2 separate regions of the Nomascus leucogenys genome follow, and region 2 is linked to region 1. The links are chromatin contacts, called in public Hi-C maps. All regions are on one chromosome and are shown on one strand. The core of a region is the stretch at or near the end of the contact, and the rest is flanking DNA. Distances in the headings are between cores, read along the strand shown.

What was found. Hi-C and Micro-C count contacts between places; a contact is called where the count stands out from the background.
Region 2: a Hi-C map of a lymphoblastoid cell line shows a contact between it and region 1, with 4 times the contacts expected there. The contact joins the promoter of WDFY2 here to the promoter of INTS6 in region 1. A contact is called at or near these places in 2 of 4 Hi-C or Micro-C datasets (a lymphoblastoid cell line and an unstated tissue).

What each region holds. Positions count from the first base shown.
Region 1 is chr5:77,643,793-77,648,161 of Asia_NLE_v1, reverse strand. INTS6 (integrator complex subunit 6) reads left to right here and starts at 2,347. Exons shown (of 21, transcript XR_004030181.1): 1 at 2,347-3,102; 2 at 3,467-3,544; 3 at 4,350-4,369. It overlaps LOC115835196 (a long non-coding RNA gene), which reads right to left and starts at 2,175. Exons shown (of 2, transcript XR_004030183.1): 1 at 2,098-2,175; 2 at 818-1,531.
Region 2 is chr5:77,773,653-77,778,021 of Asia_NLE_v1, reverse strand. WDFY2 (WD repeat and FYVE domain-containing protein 2) reads right to left here and starts at 2,319. Exons shown (of 13, transcript XR_004030184.1): 1 at 1,838-2,319.

The DNA.
Region 1 (4,369 bases), core at 1,098-3,597:
TGACACTCCAAGGATCCTGTGACAATGGCTCCATTGAAAAATGATTTCGAATAACTGTAATAATAGGTAAGGTCATTGTGAATGCATGTTAATCTTCAGTAGTCTAGTTTGATTTCTTTCAAACATTGCTTTATACTTAGCAACCCAAATGAAGAATAAATCTCCAATTTATAGGGGGAAAAAACCTCCATAGATTGGAATAAAGGCCCTCTACTGTCTAGATCTCACCTGTGCTTCTAGATCTTGTACTATTCTACACGCACCTGTTGCTCCAACCTAGCTGAACTTCACTGTTCCTCAGGAAGCCCTCAGCAATGCTGTCCTAACTTCCTTTCTTCACATTTTCAATGTCGGGAAGATCTTTTCACTAGCAGCTTCCCCTTCCTTTACCCATATCCAAATCATACCAGTCCTTTAAGACAGTGTTTCTTAAACCTGAATAATGTACAGACTCCTAAAATAAATTCTTATGATCCTAGAGAATGTTTTCAGTAGGCTGGGGTCCACAGACCAGTTTGAAAAGCACAAATACAAAGAACTAAAGAGCAATTGTATAAAATTATGCAAATGATCAAGTTGAAAGACAAATTTTATCTTTATAACTGGTAAAATAACTCGTATTTTGCCACAGAACTCTGATTCTTATCTTCAGATCTATGATCTGTTTAAGAAACACTAAGGCAAAGCTGAAACCTTGGAAAATGTTCCTGCATCACCCCAAGGTAATACATTTTTATTTTTTCTGATTTGGTGTCCAACAACTTTCTGCCTTGGAGTAGCTAGTAATATGTAGCATTTTCCTAGAAAACATATGCTCTTTGAAGATAGGGACCACATTTTATTTATTTTTTATATGCACCACACCTAATACACAGTACATCCTCAGCAAGTACTGGCTGTAAAGCCTATATTCCATGCTCTTATTTTGTAGTCCAAATCTCTTTAAAAATCACACTTCTTCTGTTGTTCATACTCATAGAAGAGCATATTACTCAAATAGCTCTGCTATAAATTAACAGTAAGTTTCATAAGTTATACCAAGTCACGAAACCCAGATTTTTAAAAAGTGCCACAAAGTGTCTCTTCTGTGTCAATGTTAATAGAACCCTTTCTTTAAATGATCAGTAAGCAAATTAAGAATTTCCGGATAAAGAACAAACTCTGGAAAAACAAAGCTAGTGGGAGAGGCCCTGTAAATACCTACCTAGTCTTACAAGGGCTGTCTCTAACTCAGCTTGTATTTTAGGCAGTGTCTTCAGTTTTTCAACTAATGTGTTTGAGAAAACTGTTTTCCTCGGACATGCAGGCGTGGACTCCTTACTTCAGGTAAGGTGACAGCAGCTTGACAGGGAATGCCTTCCCTCCCACGGCATTTGGGACGAGGCTGAAGGAAAAACACAGGCGGGGTTACGGGAAACCTATTCTCTGCGCCATCTGGGCAAGTTGAAGTCAGTTTTTCCGCTTGCACACGAGGTAACGGATTATGATGGGCTCAGGTCCCCTTCAGCTCTGAAACAGGTATTCTGTGGCTCTAAGTAAACACGGCATGAGACAGGTATTTCTTTGGTAGGATCAGTTGTATTTCCCAGAGAATAAAACGGGCAACAAACCATTTATCGATATGAGTCTTCCCCTAGGCCCTATTTGGGGTTGGATAAAGAAAAAGAGGGTTTGCTTCCTTTTTGGCGGGTCCTCCGACAGGGCTCTTGGCCCGCTGCGGGTCCAACTCCCATCTCTCGTGGCTCCCCCGAGGCCGAGCGAGGCTCCGGGCGAGGACAGCCCCTCAACCGCACTCCCCAGAGGGAGCGCTGTGACTCGCGGAGGAGATTAGTCCCCGGTCATAAACAACCTCTCACTTCCCCTCCCCCGCCCGAGCCCGCTCGCGCCCGCGCCGGGGCGGCCCTCCGAGGCCCAGGAACCTCCTCCAGCGCCCGCGAGGCCCCGAGTCCTCCTCGGGAGGGCGGCTGCGGGCCTGCCCTCTTCTCCTAACCAGGTGTTTGTCCACTTTACTCAGCCCTTCTTACTCGTCCACGCTACAGCCACCTCACAGGGGGCGCTGACGCCAGCCCCTTTTTCCCTCCCCTCGACCCCTATCACCTCCAACAGCCAAGGAGAGGCCAGCGGCCCTGACGCGCAGGCTCACCGCCGCAGCAGCCCCGCGCGCGCGGACGCGGCCCCCGCCCCCACTTCGCGGTCCTTCCGCAGTCCGGCCCCGCCCCTTCCCGAAGCCCGCCTCCGGGTCGGCCCGCCCGCCCGCTCGCGCGCACCCGACGCCCCGCCTTCGCGCGTGCTCAATAACTGTCCCCGAAGCCGGCTTACAAGCTTCCCTCGCCCCTGAGCTGTTTAAATATGCTAATGAAAGGATAGGGACTGACCAATAGAACGGCGAGGCGGTGTATCACGTGGCTCGGGGACGTGTCAGGGGCGGAGCCTCCGCAGCCACTGCCCGAGTTAAAACCGGAGTGTGAGAGAGAAAAGCGCTTCAGTAGCGAGAGGGGCTGAGAAAGTGGTGACACCGTCGGGGTGCGGAGGGAGTCCCTGAAACTTCTCCCAACAGCCCTAGGGCCAATCTCCCCTCAGCCCACTCCCCTCTTCGCCAGCTCCCAGGTCCCCACTCCCTGTACCGGGGGTGGGGTGGGGAGCCAGGCCCGTCTCCCGCTGGGACACACACAGGGGCCGGGAGCGGGGACGGGACCCCCGAGGCGGGGGGGACGGACCGACAGACAGACGGCTGGGCGCCCGCCCCAGCGGGCAGGCAGGCAGGAGGAGGCGGAGGCGGGGGTACGACGGGGAGGACTGGGTCTGGGGAGTTTCCTCTCAACTATCGGGGGAGAAACTCCCCGCAGCCGGAGGAAAGACCCAGACGGTGTTTTCCTCCCGGGGGCCGTGCTCCCCCGCCCCGCGTAGCGGCGGTCGCCGCCGCCGGCCCCTCCACCTCTACCATCTCCTCTTTCTCCACCACCTCGGGCCCCGGTGTCCCCGGCCAGCACTATGCCCATCTTACTGTTCCTGATAGACACGTCTGCCTCTATGAACCAGCGCAGCCATCTGGGCACCACCTACCTGGACACGGCCAAAGGCGCGGTAGAGACCTTCATGAAGGTACCGACTGACCGAGCCCGGGCGGCGACCCCGGCCCGGCGGCCCGCGGGCGGCAGGGTGGGGGAGGGCGGCCGGGGCGGGGGTGTCGGGGACCTGACTGCGGGAGCTGCCGGGCTCGGGGACCCCCTCCCCCACCGCGCGGGCGGGCGGGCGGGCGCTGCGAGCCGGGCTCGGGCCGGGGCCCGGGCTCCGGCCCCGGGCGGTGTGTGGGGAGCGATCTGTGTGTGGGGGACGGCGTGGAGGGGTGGCCGCTGCGTGTGCGGTACTGTGGGGGCGGCGGGGCCGCTGGGCGCCCCTTCTCCGCCTCGTAACCTCGCCTCTGTGCTTCCCTCTCGCCCGCCCTGTTCCTCCTCCCGTCCCGCAGCTCCGTGCCCGGGACCCTGCCAGCAGAGGAGACAGGTATATGCTGGTCACTTTCGAAGAGCCGCCCTATGCTATCAAGGTAATAGCCCTCGCCCTCCCCCTTTCCTCCTTTCCCTTCCCTGTTCCTTCCTCGCTCGCCCTCCCCGCCCCCCCCATTCACCCTTCATTATGCTCCCCTCCCCCACCCGCTGCGCTCCCAGCCGCTGAGGTCCCTTCCCTGCGGGCTCCCACCCCCTCCCCCGCTCGGCAGCGTCCTAGCGCGGCGCGGAGTCGCTGGGCCACCGCCGTCCCCTCCCGGCCCGGCCCGGCCCGGCGGCGGCGGCGGCGGCGGCGGCGCTGCTATCAACATGGCCGACATTTCCCCTCCGCGGCGTGAGCGGCAGCAATGAACTGTGGGGGATATTTATTCAAGTTAGCCGGAGTGACAGCCGGGCCCGGCCGCGCACAGCCCCGGTTTGCATTAAAGGGGAATCGGCCCGGCCGGCCCGGAAGCCAGATGCGGGGCTGCCAGGATTGGTCTTGTCAGATTCGTCCTAAGAGGGCCGGTGGGACAGCTGCAGGTTAACTTCCTAAGTCCGGCTCCCATCTGCTTCCACTAGTACCTTCACATACCCAAATTTTGGCTATTAGATTAGGTAGTAAATTTGTCAGTGAAGTTATAAAGTATTAAGGCTGTTAACTACCAAAACCTAGAGAGGAAGCAGGTTTATTCCTGGGCCACCTTTGGAAGAGAGTTTCCTCAGCAGCGGTGCAGTATTAACACGTTAACCAAGCCAAACCAACCAAAAGTGAAGCTGCTACTTGGTGAACGTCAGATTATAACGGCTCTGTGTACACATGGCTTTAAAAAATGAAAAAAAAAAATCTTAAATTTTTCTTTTCAGGCTGGATGGAAAGAAAACCA
Region 2 (4,369 bases), core at 1,070-3,569, 130 kb before region 1:
CTTCAGCGTCTCCAAACACTTGAAAATATACCCCAGCAAAGCTGTTTCCTTCAAGGTAAATGTGGTGAAATGGGAATCAGAAGTTTCAATACTATAATAACACCTTAATATTAAAGGAGCTTGGGCTGGTCTGAAGGTAGTTTTATTATCTCAATTGTTCACAGTCAGTTACAGATTGAACTCCTTGTTCTACTCTTTTCCCCTTCTCACTACCGTACTTGACTAGTCTTAAAAAATAAATAAATAAAATATTAAAGCAGCTTAGGTTTAACTATCCTTCTCCTTTTCTTGATTCCATGAATTTGCTTATGAATTTTCCACAGCAGTTAGAAATTGATCAGTTCCATCTCCAGTAGTTACAGACTGGGAAAGTGACATCTACCAATATATTCCTTCAATATATTTTATGGAATATATCCAATAAAAACAATACTGTGACAAAGAATGTCTAGGTCCAGAAGCAGTCTTTTTAATAAAATTTTGCCTTTATGGAAAAAATAAAACTTTCTCATAAGGCTTCTCTGTGAATTTCAAAAGGGTCCTATACATCCATGTACTCCATTTCAGCCATGAATTTCTTCTGTTCATTGCAGAATGCTTGCCACTGGTGTATGTTTACAATGTTTTCCATTGGATCTGCATAGGAAATTAATCAGGCGCCATTTGTATCGAGCATAATGTAGACAAAAACATGTCATTAATATACTCATCCTAGTTATAGTGAAGAACCTAAGACATGAACAAACCTATCGAGCTCAGTTTTTGAGGCCACACACTATACTAAGTGCGGAAATGACTATAAAGACAGCAATGAGCACTTTGTTCTTAGCCTCTCAATTCTGAGAGTCACCAAGAAAGGATACTTTACCTCTGCATGATTTGAACTTATATTAAGAAAACCTACTTACTGTAAACTCCCCGTGTTATATACCGCTCTATAGTGTTCTTTTGTAAGAATGCTTATATAGATTTTAGCAAAGAAACAATTCCAGATAAATTATCATAATACTATCTTCAAGCAACATTCCTCTAGAAATTAGCTTCATCAGCTTTATTTCTGCATATTAAAGGAAATTCAGTTAAAGCGAACACGCAAAACAGGGAGAACATTTGAAGGCAGAACAACCAGTTCCACTTCTGCAAATTAAGCAAAATTAAGCAAAAATAAAGGAAACAGGCAAAGGGAAGGAACTCAAGAGCTATTTGCAGCAGTGATCCGTTACAAGTTCTACGCGCTTCTCCTGGAGCTCCAAGAGATAAGGAGGGGAAAGGAAAGAAGGCACCACGCAGAAGCCTAAACTTACTCTTGGTACAACTTAGAATATTCATTGAATTCAGCCTAAGATGTCTGGGCTATCTGGATTCAGTGGGAATGTCTGGGAAGGAGTGGCATTTGCTTTCTCCGTTTGAAACCCTGGGAGCTGTACTAGACAGTACCCCAAACCCCTTGGTTACCCTGCAGAGGCGGCTCAGGGCATCGTTTCCCAAGCACACACCTGCAGGGCCGGGCAGCTCCTCCCCTCTTTCCCTCCTGTCCTCAGGGATGGACCAAAGTCCCTCCGGCGCACCGTTAGCCCGAGGGCCACCCGGCTCACGCAGGCACTACCCAGCCCGGGGTGAAGCCGGAGCGCTCGCCGCCGTCCCGGCTCCGCTTCCCGGAGCCACACAGCGGAGGTGGCGCGCAGCTGGACACCGGCACCACCAGGATGCGCATTACAATAAAACTTGGGGGAGCAAGTCCACACTCGCGCCGACGTGGAGGCACAGCCCCTGACGCGGGCTCGGGGGCCGTCGGCCCGTCCCGCCCTCCTTGCGGCCGAATGGCAGCAGTCCATACCTGTCCTCGGAGACGCTGATGACGCCCTCCTCTTTGGGCACAATCACGGCCATATTCACCACCTCCTGGGACCCCTCCATCCGCTGCAGCAGGATCGGCTTGCGGGTCAGAGGCTTGGGCTGGATCTCCGCCGCCATCGGAGGAGGGGGCGCGCCTGGGGCGCCGCCGCCAACCGCGCCGCGGGGCCGGACTGAGGAGACTGCTGGAGCACGGACACAGGTTGAGACAGAGACTCTGGCTGGCCGGAGCGGAACGCCGGAAACCGGCGAGCATAGCCTGGCCGCCTCTCTCGGGAACGACTCCGCGCTCCCTGCTTCAGGCACCAAAACCGCCACGACCTGGGACGCAAGCCGGCGCCACTACCCGAGGAGGGGGCGGAGAGCCGGGGGGGGCGGAGCCCGTGTGGGCGGGGCCTGCCGCAGGGGGTAGTAGCCGCTGGTGGGCGCGAGGGCGGCTCCACTTCCGGGAGGGTGGTGAAGGAGGAGGGGAAACCTGGAGCAGGAGGCGGGGATCTGGTATCCCAATGCGCGTGCGTCAGTCCCCCAAGCCCATTTTCCCCCGTCCCCTCCGCGACTCGCCGCGCGCTGCAGCACCACTAGGACGCATGCGCTTTTCCTTCCCCGCGGTCTTCTCTCTGCCTTCCACACCCAAGGTTTAGTCCCCTCCCTCTTTAACCTCCCGTGAACGCGCGTATACACACCCCTGGGGACGCGCTTGCCAGAGGCCACGCCCCTTCGAAATTCCCTGAAAAGAGGGCGGAGGTGGGACGGGGAAAGGAGTGCGTCAGCAAGACCGGAAAGAGAAGGAAAGAAAGGAAGGAAAGCAGCCCAACTAGTTGGGACGTGACTGGGCATGCGCGCGGGCTACCTGGCCTAGCGGTCTTAACAATGAAGCGCGGCGGGAGGCCGCTTACTGCTCCCAACATGCACCAGGCCCAGGCTGCCGGAGGGCACCCAGTGGCCTCCTGGGAGTCGTAGTTTCTTGGAGCCTCCACCCCCTTGTCCTGGAATGACCTATCGCCCACTTCGCTGCGCTGTGGGCCTGAGGAGCTCAGCGGCCTCCAGGGCCATTGGCCAAGTCAGGACCCAGACTTGCCTCTATGGGAACTGAGGGGCAGCCCCCAGCTGAGTAGAACGTCACCACTCGTAGGGTCAGGCTGATGCTCAGAATAGTGGCACGGAAGGGACATGGAAGGGAGAGAATCTTTCATACAGACATCTTCAAGGGATCTCAGAGATCATCTGTGGTGTCTATCCCCTCGTTTTCTTAGATGGCTAAATTACTCAGCCAAGGTTACTTTAGTGCAAAGTTAGGGCTAAACAACCCCTCCTTCCCTCCAGACTTGAACCCAGACCCCTAGTGCTGGCTTCTTTCCATTTCCCCAGCAATCCAGCCTTTTTAGCCTGCTCCAGACACAATGGACAGAGTTACTGTGGTTACTGACTGAATGTTAGGTGCCTACCACAAGGCCTGACATGTGGGGTTGATCGTGAAGACTAAGCTCCGATTTTTTATCTTGCCCAAATTCCTAAGGAGTCTGGGGAGTCGTGGCCTACAAAAACCATAAATTCTCATCAGATGGGTTTTGACCGTGTATATCATGACTTACTTTCCAATCTGACTCTGGCGTAACAAGGAAGAAAATAAAAATGTTTTACCCCAAATTATGTTTCCTTGCCATGCCTTAAAATTGCCCTGCAAAGTCTCTTGTGGGAAAAATCCACATTCTATATCCCCTTTCCCCTTTGTTTTCCTTCCTTCCTTCCTACACCCAGGAGATAACCAACTAAGAGCCAGGCACCCTTTTAGGTCTGGTAAGGAACATTTTACAACCTGCTCTCTCTGAAGGCTGCTATCTGAAAGATTCCTCTGCACAATAAAACTTGGTCTCCACAATCCTTTACCTTAACCTGAACATTCCTTTCCATTGATCCCAGGTTTTCAGATAAACTCAACCAATTGTCAACCAAAAAATGTTTAAATTTACCTATAGCCTTGAAGCCCCCACTTTAAGTTGTCCCGCTTTTCTGAACCAAACCAATGTATTTCTTAAATGTATTTGATTGATGTCTCATGCCTTCTTAAAATATATAAAACTAAGCTGTACCCCGACCACCTTGGGCCATGTTCTCAGGCCCTCCTAAGGGCTGTGTCACAGGCCACGGTCACTCATATTTGGCTCAGAATAAATATCTTAAAATATTTTACAAAGTTTAATTCTTTTCATCAATAGTCATGATGTGATAACCTCCACTGAACAATCCCAGAATTAAGTTAGCTGAAGAGTAGTAATGGTCTATGTGGTGTGATTGAGTTGTTGCAGGGCTCTGGAAGTGAGAAAAATAATGCCATAGCTGGGAAAAGAAAGGGACAGGCCTTGTGGAAATGTATTTCTAAAGTAGGTGTTTGGTAGCCAAGGATCTCACAGATCACTAGAGACATAAGAGAACAGGTGCAAAGAACTTGTCTCAAAGTACACAGGGCAACTCTTTACCACCTCCCATTTTGCAGAAATTCTGTAAGCACCTTGAA